2 separate regions of the Xenopus laevis genome follow, and region 1 is linked to region 2. A link is a contact called in public Hi-C data. All regions are on one chromosome and are shown on one strand. The core of a region is the stretch at or near the end of the contact, and the rest is flanking DNA. Distances in the headings are between cores, read along the strand shown. Region 1 holds the start of hapln3.L (hyaluronan and proteoglycan link protein 3 L homeolog). Region 2 holds the start of rlbp1.L (retinaldehyde binding protein 1 L homeolog).

The links. A called contact is a pair of places that touch in the nucleus more often than the background predicts.
Region 1: a contact with region 2 is called in a Hi-C map of the XL177 cell line, with 2.3 times the contacts expected there. The contact joins the promoter of hapln3.L here to the promoter of rlbp1.L in region 2.

What each region holds. Positions count from the first base shown.
Region 1 is chr3L:115,713,532-115,720,088 of Xenopus_laevis_v10.1, forward strand. hapln3.L (hyaluronan and proteoglycan link protein 3 L homeolog) reads left to right here and starts at 1,277. Exons shown (of 7, transcript NM_001086162.1): 1 at 1,277-1,346.
Region 2 is chr3L:115,553,213-115,559,949 of Xenopus_laevis_v10.1, forward strand. It overlaps rlbp1.L (retinaldehyde binding protein 1 L homeolog), which reads left to right and starts at 1,851. Exons shown (of 8, transcript NM_001086917.2): 1 at 1,851-1,954; 2 at 3,254-3,293; 3 at 3,836-3,964; 4 at 5,928-6,132. The coding sequence starts at 3,282.

The DNA of each region.
Region 1 (6,557 bases), core at 27-2,526, 160 kb after region 2:
GCTGAACTGCCTGGATTCTCTGGAGGGTTTAGCTAAATTATGAAAAAAAGGAAGTGAATTAATATTTTTGTAAGGCGAGACGGTGCATATAGCAGCAGTGGGATAATAACTTCTGGGAAGGGACTGTGACTGTGGGATATCAGGTATAGTAGGGAAGGGTGGTGCCTATACTAACAGTGGGATAATAGTCTCTGGGAAAGGACTGTGACTGTGGGGTAGCAGATATGGTAGGGAGAGATGGTTCCTAAAGTAGAAGAGGCAATAATAGTCTCTGGGAAGAAAGTGTGGCATTGGGATAGCAGGAATAGTAGGGAGAGATGGTGCCTATAGTAACAGTGGGATAATAGTCTCTGGGAAGGGAGTGTGACTGTGAGGTAGCAGGTATAGTAGGGAGAGATGGTGTCTATAGTAACAGTGGGATAATAGTCTCTGGGAAGGGAGTGTGACTGTGAGGTAGCAGGTATAGTAGGGAGAGATGGTGCCTATAGTAACAGTGGGATAATAGTCTCGGGAAGGGAGTGTGACTGTGGGATAGCAGGTATAGTATGGAGAGATGGTGCCTAAAGTAGAAGTGGCCATAATAGTCTCTGGGAAGGGACTGTGACTATGGGATAGCAGGTATAGTAGGGAGAGATGGTGCCTATATAGTAACAGTGGGATAATAGTCTCTGGGAAGGGAGTGTGGTTGTGGGATAGCAGGTATAGTTTGGTGCATAGTCGCATTAGCAATAATAGTCTCTGGGAAGGGATCTGGATCTGGGATCTGGATCAACTGGCAGATAGGTAGTTAATAAAAAAAAAAAAAAAAGGTTGAACTCGATGGACATGTGTCTTTTTTCAACCTTACTTACTATGTTACTATGTTACTATGTGACTGGCTGTGAGGGAGAGCAGCAGGGCGCAACGTTACCTGCATTCTGTAAGGCGGCGGGTGTATAGCCTGTGCCTGCGTTTCAGCTGGGGTGGGAGGAGAGGAGCGCAACATGGGGCAGTTATTTAGTTCAGGCTGGGGGAGTGAGACTTTGGTGCAGCTGTTACTGGCAATTATATCATCCGTACTAGAGTTGGATACTGCACTCGCTCCTTTTGGCACCTTCCCCGCTTATTCATTCATTGTAACATAAACGCTGCGCGCGCCCGTGTGACTTTAAGAGGCTGAGTCTAGGGGCCAAGTGAGGGCTTGGCTGTTGTGACGCGCTCCCCTTCCTCTCTGCCAATCAGCGCTCATTATTAGACTGGAGCCCAAACACATTTTACTACAGACTTCCAGACCCCAAAGCAGAGGGTGCATAGGAAATACAAAGGGCTTGTCAGAGACATCCAGAAACAGGGCAGGTCACTGAACTGTAAGTATGAAGCAACCCTCCCTTACCTGACTCACAAGAAACTTGCTCAGTAAGACCCTCTAGGAACAGCACCCCTCTCCCACCTCACTGTCAGACACTTCTCCTTCTCAGCCTCCCTTTACAATCACACTTCAATTGCATCGCAAGGATATGAAGACAATTAAAGGGATATAGAGAGGGGGGACAAGTACTAACAAAAGGCAGTCAGTGAGATGTATTATTAGATTATTATTATATTCAATTGAACAGAAAAAAGAGCAACCTCCCCTCATTTACCTTCTTAATGTCTGTATTGCAATAGTGCTCTTTGTTGTGCTAATATCAGTGTTGTACAATCCTGTGTTCCTTCCTATTATCTTGCTAATTCCCTGCACTCTCAAGATCACTGGGTACAGTCAGTTATACATATGAACTTCAGGAGTGAATGTTTGTATTTTACTAAGCTATTTAAATAGCTGTTTATAGTTTGCATTTGTTTTGTAACACCCGCACCCCCTCCCAAAAAAACATTGAATTCTCTCAGTTTTGATCATCACCAGTCAGACAGCAGGACCTGTTTGTATCTGCCCTCGTTGTCTTTTGTTAGAAGGAAGCGTTTGGAGTTCAAGTGTGACTATTTAAGTCATTTCTTTTGTCTCTTCTTTGCTCTTCCTTTATTTCAACTCAAGTTTGTATTTGGAATTATTAGATTACTTTATATCTGCACAGTTCCAAGTGTGATACAGATGTGTATATGTAATGGTCCCCCTTTCTATCAGCGACACTAACATACACACATGCTCTTTCTCTCACTCTCTCACTTGCTGGTAACAGCACACAGACACACACATTCCACTGTCACCCACATTTCCACCTTCTGTCATGTACACACATTGCCACACACCCCTCACTAATACTAACACAGACACCACCTCTACACACAACTTCTCTTATCCAAACATGTGGATATTCCAAAAAAAGATATTCCAATGTTTCAATCACATCATAGTGATCTTCCCTGAGGAAGATCACTATGATGTGATCAAACGTTGGAATTTCTTTTACTGGTCTATTAAAATCATTTACTCTTTGTATGTTTGCTGTGTTTTTGATTGGTGAGTGTTCCCCCATGTTCCATATATATATCTATATCTATCTATCTATCTATCTATCTATCTATCTATCTATCTATCTATCTATCTATCTATCTATCTATCTCTATATATATATATACTCACAGAGATCCAGTATGGTGCACTCGGCAAACATTCATTCACATACCTGTGTGCAGGTCAAAAAAGCCATATTTACCACAATGAAAAGACCGCACCAATCAGGTCTTGAAAAAAAGACGGCTCAAGTGAGGAGCCGAAATGTTGAATAAATATTTTTTTCACTTTTTTTCAAGACCTGATTGGTGCGGTCTTTTCATTGTGGTATATATATATATCTATATATAGATATATATATATATATACACAGACCGTTCTCCCTTGGAGTTGGCACTTGATTTCAATCTCTCTTTCAGAATCAATCTCTGACAACTTATTTACCCACAGACACACACTCAGTGGCGCTCACACTTGTCCACTCTCACATACTCACTTATCTAAATATACACTCACTGACATGGATACATGCTTCTCTCATGAAAAATGTAAATATGATATATGTCATATAAATATTAAGCCCATCGGATAGTCCTGCCTTGATAGGACGCTTCTCACCATATGGAAGAAATTTAAGCAATCTCGGAGCCTGATTCAAAGATATTAGTGGACAGGCACTGCAGCTTGCGATAATGGAGATGGGTTATTAGCTAATGAACCTTTACGAAGAAAGAAAAAATATACATGACGGTATTCCAGGTTTCCACCTCTTTAGTAATGTAGTGGTGTCATCTTTTGACCCTGAGGGCTTAACTTCCCTACTTAGAATTCCTTTTGAATTAGCTCTGTTGCCGTACTGGTTAGCTGGTTATACATTGCCTTAGCATATCTTGTACAATTTCCTTCTTCTGTGCACAGGTCAGCACCCCATTAAACATTATCCAGCCTAGGTTTAAAGTTTTTTTGGAAACTGAGCACATCTTCATGACTTCCTTAGGTAATAAATAAACTAAAGGCGAATTTGATTTTAGTTTTGACTATTGCCATTGTGGGCTACAGAGTTACTTATTACTACACACATTTCTGCTTTTGAATATCTACAGTAGCAACAGCAAAATGTTGACTGTGAAACTTGGGTCTATATTCAGTTTGATAAGAAAATAAAGCTGGAGACAGGACATTAATCGCTCCCCTCATATTGAATGTAGTCTATAATTCTGCATCTTATCAAAATAGCCATGGCTCATAACATTATCTTTGTGGGATGTTACCTTCTTGGCTGTAAGCTCTTAAAATTAAACACGCATTTCAGCTCTTACATCAGTGTAAATGTGTGTATTGTTGTATTTGCCAATGCCATATGGTTATTGTAGAGTGGTGCACAGTATGTTGGAGGTTTATCAATACCACATAACCACACTACATCAGAAACCGAAAGTTGTTACAAGATATGCAGGCAGTAAAAATAGTTCAGGAAACTTCAAAACATAGTACGATAATCAGAAACTTGTAGTAACTGAGGCCGAGTTTTCCTGGCAACCTGCTGATGAGGTTGTTCTAGATCAGGGGTCCCCAACCTTTTTTTACCCGTGAGCCAAATTCAAATGTAAAAAGAGTTGGAGAGAAACACAAGCATAAAATAGTCCCTTGGGGTGCCAAATAAGGGCTGTGATTGGCTATTTGGTTGCCCCTATGTAGACTGGCAGCCTACAAGAAGCTCTATTTGGTACTATACTTAGTTTTTATGCAATTAAAACTTGCTTCCAAGCCTGGAATTCAAAAATAAGCATCTGCTTTGAGGCCACTGGGAGCAACATCCAAGGGGTTGGAGAACAACATGTTGCTCGTGAGCTACTGGTTGGGGATCACTGTTCTAAATTATAGGTTGTACTGTATCAGGGCAAAGTTTTGCCCCTATTTTTATGTAGACGTGCTTGAGAAGGATATTGGATAGGAGTCTTCAGAATATACTCCAGGAAGAATATATAGTACTATAGAATGACAACTGTGATTTTCAGCTTGTAAGAGATTCGCATAGTCTCAGGGGTGCAGGGAGTAATTAATTTGTTAACCTAAAGAGTGGTTGCAAATGCACAGATCTGGAAGCAGATACTTTGTTTTCCTGTGCCTTTAAGTAACATGATGTAAGAGTTAGGATTCAGTGGGGGAATGTACTAAGAAGGTGCCCAGTGTCACATTTTCATAACACAAACTTGAAACTAAAATGGGCAAGGTATTGCCCTTTTCCCTATGCCTTGTGCCATAGTTCTAGAGCAGCCCTATGGCTTTACAGCAGTTTTAAAATGTGCCCTCACCAGCAGAGCTTCAGCAAGAGCCATAACATGACCAGTTTATGCAAGTGATGATGTAGTTGCTGACATCAGTACAAGGACCCCAGCTTCAGAGAGCTGTGTATGATGTTTAAGATGTTTTGTTTATGGGAAATCTTTTATTTGGGCTCCTGCTCAGGAAATGCTCTGTAGGGTTGCTAAAGCACTGAGAGAACAGGCATGTTTAAAAAGTTGTCCTGTTGTTCACTTATATAAGTGCATTATTATTAGGGTTGCCACCTGGCTGGTAAAAATTATGCTTGATGCCAATGTTATTAACAGGGAAGAAGGTTAAAAATATAGAAAGGTGTTCTTTTTCCAGAAAAGGTGGCAACCCTAGTTATTATGCAAAGGAGAAATATAAAGATGAAATGTGCAGGAGCTTAGAGAAGATGCTTTACTGTTTCTCTGTGAGTTTATTAGCAGAGTTACCAGCTGCAGAGATAAAGGACCTTTTGTTTTCGTTTCTTTCCCCTGGTTCAACTGTAATAATACTTGGGTTGTTCCAGTTTAATGGTTTATCAGGTAACCCACCTCCTTACTGTGTGCTGCCCAGGGCTCCCAATATTATGCACATTGCTGGAGAGGTCAAGGGGTTAAGAATACGAGTTTCATTTGTGCAGCTGTTGCGGTCTCAGCTCCCATCGTTAGCAAATCCGCTAGTGGAAAGAAGTATGAAACCTAGCACCTAGCATTTTTTGGCTCGGCTCATTTCCTATTATAAAAAAAAAACCCTAATTAGTTTGAAGTTGTGAAGGCCATTTTGTCGCAAAGAGACTGTAGGATCCTGAAAGCCCAAGTGTTTGAACAAGAAACCCTTAGATACTTTCTAGGCAGCTCTTTACTGCCTAGAAAGTATCTAAGGGAATTTCAACCTGTGTGTTATCAGCTGGTATGGAGCCAGCATCCTCCAAGAGCTAAAGCTGGAACGACAGTGGTGTGAATATACATGTCATAGAGGAATGAAGAAGTATTTGCCAGCCCCTATAGCTTAGGCATGGAAGACATCAGTGCCAAAATCAGCATCCAGTCAAGACCATGTTTGGAAGTGCCATGTACATACTGCTAATTTTCCAGCTTCTGCCAAAGTAATTCCTTGACAGCTGTACTTAGAGTTGAGTAGCCTCTAGTCATACAGCAACCCATGCCAGCCATTTTCATTGTCTATTATCTGGCAATCCAGTCTCAGTGTTCCTTCATTGGTATGTTAATAGTCCAGGCATACAGTGAGCTTTGTGACATGGCTTTATCCACCCAGCGAGATATATTCAACACACTTTTGTCTCCTAGTGGAAATGTTGGAAAGTTCATATCCTACACTGAGCACAGTCCTCTATGCTTTTGTTGGAACAGGACGGTTATAGTCTGTATATCGTCTGTATATCGTTTCATTGCACGTGACCATAATGCAAAGCAGATGATGTGAACATTCGGGGTGAAATATGCTACGCCCTTCCAGGTCTTGGATAGAAAAAGACAAATGATTTATTCCTTAGTACCATACAGAAAGCAATTCCAATTATAAATAGGTGTGTTACATTGATATTTTACACAGCGTGACCTAATATAGTGTAAATATTTTGGGTATGATGTCAGTAATTATATATATATATTACGCAAGATTAGTTCCTGCTCTCCTTCTCAAAATGTTAAAAGCTCTCTCTGAGGCCTTATTACTTTTCTAAATAATACAGCTGAAAATAATTTGAACAAGGGAAGTTCTTGCATATATTTTAGATACACAAACTCTTGGGAGATTACCCATATTGGATATTTGACACCACCATGATTTA
Region 2 (6,737 bases), core at 601-3,100:
ATAAAAGTGGGATCTTTCCAATGATGTAAACATTATGCCCAGGAGAAAAGGACAAGGCAGTCGTGTGTATGAGCAAGAAGTTAAACAGTCCTTCAGAGCTCATAAAATCTTTTTGCATTAGGTTTAAAGCAGCCTGAATGCAAACACAGCTTGTAAATATCAGAAAGCAAACCAAAGCCTTGATCAAAGCATCCAAAGCCCACAAAATGAAATGGCATGCTCTGAAACAATCCTGCAACGTATGGAGAATGAAAAATAGCAGCTAAAATGTGTTTGTTAAGAGGCAGTTTTTCCCCTTTAAAATCACAAGTCTTCCCTTGTTATTTGTTGACTTTAAACATGGGCCAAAAATCTTGTTCCCTGTACAGTTTTGGTATGTGCATTATTATCATATAACATGGATCCTTCAGCATTTACAGTGATCTGCTGATCAGGACAAGATCCCTGTTGCTTGGGACTGTAGTTCTAAGAAAGCAATGAAGGAGAGTTTCACAATAACTGTAATCATTGTATTTGTAGAATCATTAATATTAAGGCCCATGCGGGGTGCTCAGACTATAGTGAGGTGATTGATGGTAATTTGCTTAGCAGAACCTTATTATTAAACAAGACTCCAAGACAAGGTTCTTCAGAATAAGAGTTTATAAAACAAAACATTGGAATCTTGGGAAGCTTGGCAAGTATGACACAGAGAGCTTCAAATGTCACCCCTATTTGTTCAAGATTTTATACTTTTAACATGGCATTTACTGTAAGGAAAGGGGGTACATAGATTTGCCATAAAAGAGGGTCAAGACATCTGAGCAGCATTTCTGGAAAACATGTTGCTCAAGATAACGGTTTCCTGTGCCCAACTGTTGTAAGTCTATTGCTACTAAATGTAGACAGGGAGTATGTGCAGTTCTGTAGCTACAATTCTATCTCGTGTCCCTAACTAATGTTAACCGTTTAGCCTTGGGCAGCAGGGCCTTGATATTATACGAGGACAGTTTTATATGGCTTTATAGGGCCACTATTAACACCCTCCATTCAACACCCATCTGGCTTAGGTCAGCCTTTCCTTTGGGGGTGCCATTACTATTTTATATTATTTGATTAGTCCCTTTATACAGACTATTTCCCATCATAGATCGGCGTTCTCTCTTATTATTTATTATTATTTCATCATGACCCCAACATGTTGCTCCCCAACCCCTTGGATATTGCTCCCAGGGCCTCAAATCAGGAGGCATGTTTTGGTTGTGTAAAAAACAGCTGTACTGCCAAACAGAGCCTCAATATAGGCTGTCAGTTCACATAGGGGCTACCACATGGGCAATCACAGCCCTTATTTGGTACCCCTAGGGTTGCCACCTGGCTGGTATTTTACCGGCCTTGTCAGTAAAAATGATGATTGATCCCAATGTTATTAATAGGGAAAAAAGATAAATATATAGGAAGGCCGGTATTTTTTTCCACAAAAAGTGGCAACCCTAGGTACCCCCCAGGAATATTTTTTATATTAGTGTTGTGCCCCAACTATTTTTACATCTGAATGTTGCTCATGAGTAAAAAAGGTTGCAGACCCTTGCACTAGTGGATGAAGTTAACACTTTAGAGGATCTAACCAAAGGGTCGGCAGTGCTTAGCAAAGCTCTCTCTTGATTTCATGGGATTAATCAGAGGGTTACTTTCCCTGCCCCCACGTCATTTCTCTGCCGACCAGTAACTTTTCTCCTCCTTTCTTGTGGCACTTAATGGCATGGAGTGTTTTGTGCTGATTTAATTAATAAGCCTGACTGAGTAATGCCTTGTGACGGATAATCCTAACCCGATGACTATAGAAAGCTTTGGCTGCTTTTTCTCTCGACAGCACAGATCTTGGGTACGTTCTGCCCATCCGTCCTGCTTTATTAACACCTTGACTTGCTTTTGGTAGCTGAAGCCAAACCAGCACTTGTGCCACTCTTTTGCGGTGAGTACTGGGCATGGGGTAAGGCTTAACTGGGCTTGAAACTGCTGTTTTAGCTCTTTTACCAGCTCCTTTAGCTAGATAAGAGATTTCCCTTCTTCTGACATCACTAGTGAGTGAGAAAGAATGTGAAAAGATGATTATTCCCAGTAAAGGAAACAGATGTTTTCCATTTAATGATACTACGGGTTTATTAAGCTGAATTAGTACCAGCATAAACAGAACAGAAGGAAGAGTGTTTCCCAAAGTCCCAGACACAATGGGGTTTTCTGTCTGAGCATCGCTGGCTCCACTTGTTACACATTGCTCGAATGTTAATGGCCAGATTACCATCCCAATGTTTGATGCTCTCCAAGTATCCTAGAATTCCCTTTGCCTCATCTCGAGACCCAAAGGAAATCATAAAATGTTTTCCTAATGTGCCACCTGTTTTCTAAATTAAAATTCTTTTCAGTGAGACTGGGGGGAAAAAAAGTGAAATCGCTCTTAAATGTAATGCTTACTAATGTTTCAGTTTAGTTACCATGGAACTAAATAATCTTGCAAATCATATTCTGTCAGTCTGTTAGCGGCACCGCCACTAATATTTTTATTCAGACAGTGGGACCTGCCCAGATCCAGGTGGAAAATACCATATTTTTGGCTTAATGCATTGTATATAAAGTTACAATTATGGCCTACAAGTTATCGTCATTTTTTCCTGCATTAATTTATAGGCAATAGCTTAAACTAAGTGACACTCATTCCCACAGAACAGGTAAAGGATCTGTTTTCCAGAATGCTTGGGACCTGGGGTTTCTGTGATTTAAGTCTTCATACCTTAAGTCTTCTACAAAATCATTTAACATTAAATAAACCCAATAGGCTGGTTCCAATAAGGATTAATTCTTATATATCTTAGTTTGGATCAAGTACAATGTACTGTTTTATTATTATCATTTTTAAAGATTATTATTTGGATAAAATGGAGTCCATTATGGGAGAAGGCCATCCCGTAATTCGGAGCTTCCTAGATCATCAGATCACTGATCAGATCACTGATGGGAAGGGTCTGGCAGAATCCTCATTTGTTACATACCAATAATGCAAAATGTGCACACCTTTGTGTATATAGTCATAGAGAAGAGGGTGCCCTGGGCCCAGAAGAAAGAATGCAATATGATCTATGATCGTGCATGTAACAGAATAGTGGGAGACTGGATTTAGAAAGGGCAGGGTTTGCTGTATATAAATGGACTAAAATATTGTTTAAACAAACCAAATGGTTTCTCACACTTCATCTTATTGTAAATATTTTCCCAGCTCCTTGCGTGAAGACAGAAGAAGTCAAATGTCAGAGATAGTAAGTATTCTCCTGATGTTAGAGACTAGCAATACAATCTCCCCTGGGCATATGTGGCTTTACCGCTTTACTGCTTGGCTCCTTTTTTTTCCTTTGCGTACTACTGTTAATGGGGCTAAATGTAGGGGAATATACACCTATGTTCAGTGTAAGTTCAATTAAAAATAGTTTTTTTTTTGCTCTTTGCTTATTTAAGAATTATCTGTATCTCTTGTGTTATTCCTGGAAATTAACACCGGAGAGCAGTGACAATGAAACTACTTTCATTTTACCAACACAACAGTTACAATGAACTCCAATCCAGGGCAAGATGCAGAGTGTCCCCCATAAGGGGGTTCAACAACACCTACCCATAGCAACCCTACTGCTTTCTTCATTTAACGAAGTCTGAAAATCATCAGTTTATCCATGTGCTGCTTTAGCCGAATAAGAAGGAAAAAATAATAATATTGGCAAAAAGAAAGCAAAAGCTGTTGGTAAACTAAGATAAGGCATGATAAATATGTTTCAGTTAGAAAAGGTATTTCTGTTTTTGGCTACAGACTGGAACCTATCGCATTGTCTCTGAGGAGGAACAGTCTCTCAGGGCCAAGCTTGAGCGGCTCACTACTAAAGACCATGGCTCAGTCTTTGGTAAATGTGGGAAGCTACCAGAGTACACCGTGCAGAAGGTAAGGACAAAGCAAGTTGGCTTTCTGGGTACATTGAGTATAGAAGGGATATTGTTGGCCCTGGCTTAATATATAACACATTTTATGTTATTAAAATTTAAGCTGCAATTTGCCCTCAATTTTGTAATCATTCTCTTACTTCAGTCTGTTCTCTGCTTCCTATTTACAAGATGTTACTCTAGAAAGTGCTCTTGCTATAGATCTATAAAGATGTTTCATGGGGGTTTTCACACATGTATTTGGGTTTGCTTCAACAAGATCCTTAAAGTGAGGAGGAACAAATGGTACTATTCTCTAAAAGACAAAGCATATGACCCATGGCAGTGTTACCCAGCATTCCAAAAACTTTGCATGTGGAGGAACTTATTTAGGATTCTACAAAGGAGCAAAACTTTTTCAGCATTTGGTGGTGCCCATTTTCGGCTCTGTGCCGCTGTGGATGACCCCTGGCCAGAGGGCTGTGCCTGTACAGTAAGGCAGGAGCAACCGGTATGGCACATGTATAAAGTATAGAAAGATGCAATGACTTTACTGAATGGCATTTTGACTGGCACAATTGTGCAGCACTATTTGGACCTGGCACTGTGTTTTGTCACTGTTAATGAGCCGTTGGGGTAGACCTGTATGCTATACAGTGGATAATGCACCCCTATAAAGAAATTAGATGCCATTGAGGAGTGCTTTTGTACAGGTCATGTAACTCTCAGGTGATTACTAATATTGTTTTACGTTTTAGTAGGAGGTACTTTATTAATTATTATCTACAGTCACTGGACCTGTTGTGTGTGTCTTCAGGGAGCTCCCACCTTCCCCTAGGGTTGCCACCTGTCGAATTTTTAGAAGGACTGTCTCAGAACTGCCTGTCTGGGGTTACATGGCCTACATGGCCAAAGATTCAACCTGCTATCATACCGCATCATAACTTTGCCCCTATCATTGCCATTGGTCCTCCCCAAATGTCATTGACTCTGCCCCCTGCCTGGATTGTCTCCAGGTAAAAGATGACAACTATCCCCTCTGTTGTCTTCCTCCTTTCCACTGTATCCTTGCCCTGTGGTTCTTCTCACCTCTGTTCCTTTCACCTGGATCGGGTCACCTACAGCTGGTGTCATCCACGGCCATAATAAATCTGGGGACAGGTGAAAGGGAAAAGAGTAGCAGGGGTAGTGGCTGAACTGATGGATAGACTGGTTTGGAAGCAGTGCAGGAGTGGAGGACCCAACAAGTGGGGGTGCAGACAGCAGGAGAGTCAGTACTGGGTGTTCAGTGAGGGGGCTGGAGTTGCTGGGAGAGATTGCGGGACAGTGCACATGATGTCCGTATTTCTTTAAGTCATAAATTGCCATTTAAAAGGATATAATTTACAATGTAGGGCATTGTAAATACTGTAGATAAATACTAGATAATATAGTGAATAATGTACCCCTTTTGTAAAATAAAAGGATATTATGAGCCAGGAATTCCATCATGATCATATAAAAGTACAAGTCCTAAGGTTTAGTGCTTTTATACTCATGGAAATCCAGGTTTCCATTAACCTTACAAGAACAGCACCATCCAGGGGTTAATACAGTGTACTTCTCAGCTGAATTATATTAAAACATGCTTTTGACAAGCCAAACAACATGGAAGCCCTACGTAACGTAATCCCTTAGCTGCCAGGGCAATTTGATCTTGCCATGTAAATATGTGGTGCAAAAAAGGTTGAAGAATAATTCCAAAACATAAAAAATTCTAGTGGTTTGAAGGACCTGAGACATCTATAGCCCCTGCACCTGTATTCCCCTGCCTTAGTAAAAAACATACATTTACATAGCTACACGCAGGCACAGATGTACCATTGCCCTTTGGATATATGCCCATGATTTGCTCAAATGATCATTTGCACAGTATTTGGGATAATGAGACTTTCTACAGACACATTGTTTAGTGCCTTAATGATTCTTTTTTTCATATTTTTCAGGCCAAAGATGAATTAAATGAGACAGAAGAGAATAGAGAATCGGCTGTGAAAGACCTTCTGGCACTGGTTCAGGAGAAGGCCAAGGCAGGGGATGAGCTGTGCAAAGCAGTGGCCGAGAAAGTCAAAGACAAGGAAAATAATTTCTTCCTGAGGTTCATTCGGGCCCGGAAATTTGATGTGAGCCGAGCCTATGAACTCCTGAAAGGTAGGATCATTCTTCAAAACAATGATGGTGACTTCAGGTCAATGGAGCCAATGATAAATACACCAGTGTATAGAATTTACGCCTACTGTTGTTCCTGTAGCGAACATAATTATCCATGCATCTCACTGGATTTTCACTACTTTGACCAGCTGAATCATTTTATAAAATGGACCCTTATTATAAAACCCCAGACATATAGAAAGCCATGAGTCAGAGCTGACGTTTTAATGGGCAGAAGTCCATTGATTCCAGGTTAAGCACAGAGGTTCTCATCTCTTCTCATACTCTCAGTACAATATAACAGGAGCCTCAAACATTTGTGACTGTGTAACAAAGTTAAAATAGCGAAATGAACAAAATTAACAAAATTAAGGGCAGAAACACACGCTCAGATTCGGGGAGATTAGTCGCCCAGCGACAAATTTCCTCTTCTTCAGGGCGACTAATCTCCCCGAATGTAAATCACCCGCCGGATGGCAATGCTTGGGCTTCGTTTTCCAAAGTCGCCCAAGTTGGCTTAAGAGGAAACTTCGAGCGACTTCGGAAAATGAAGCACTCCAAGTGCCGTTCCACCAGCGATTTCGATTCTAGCCAGCAGGAGGAAG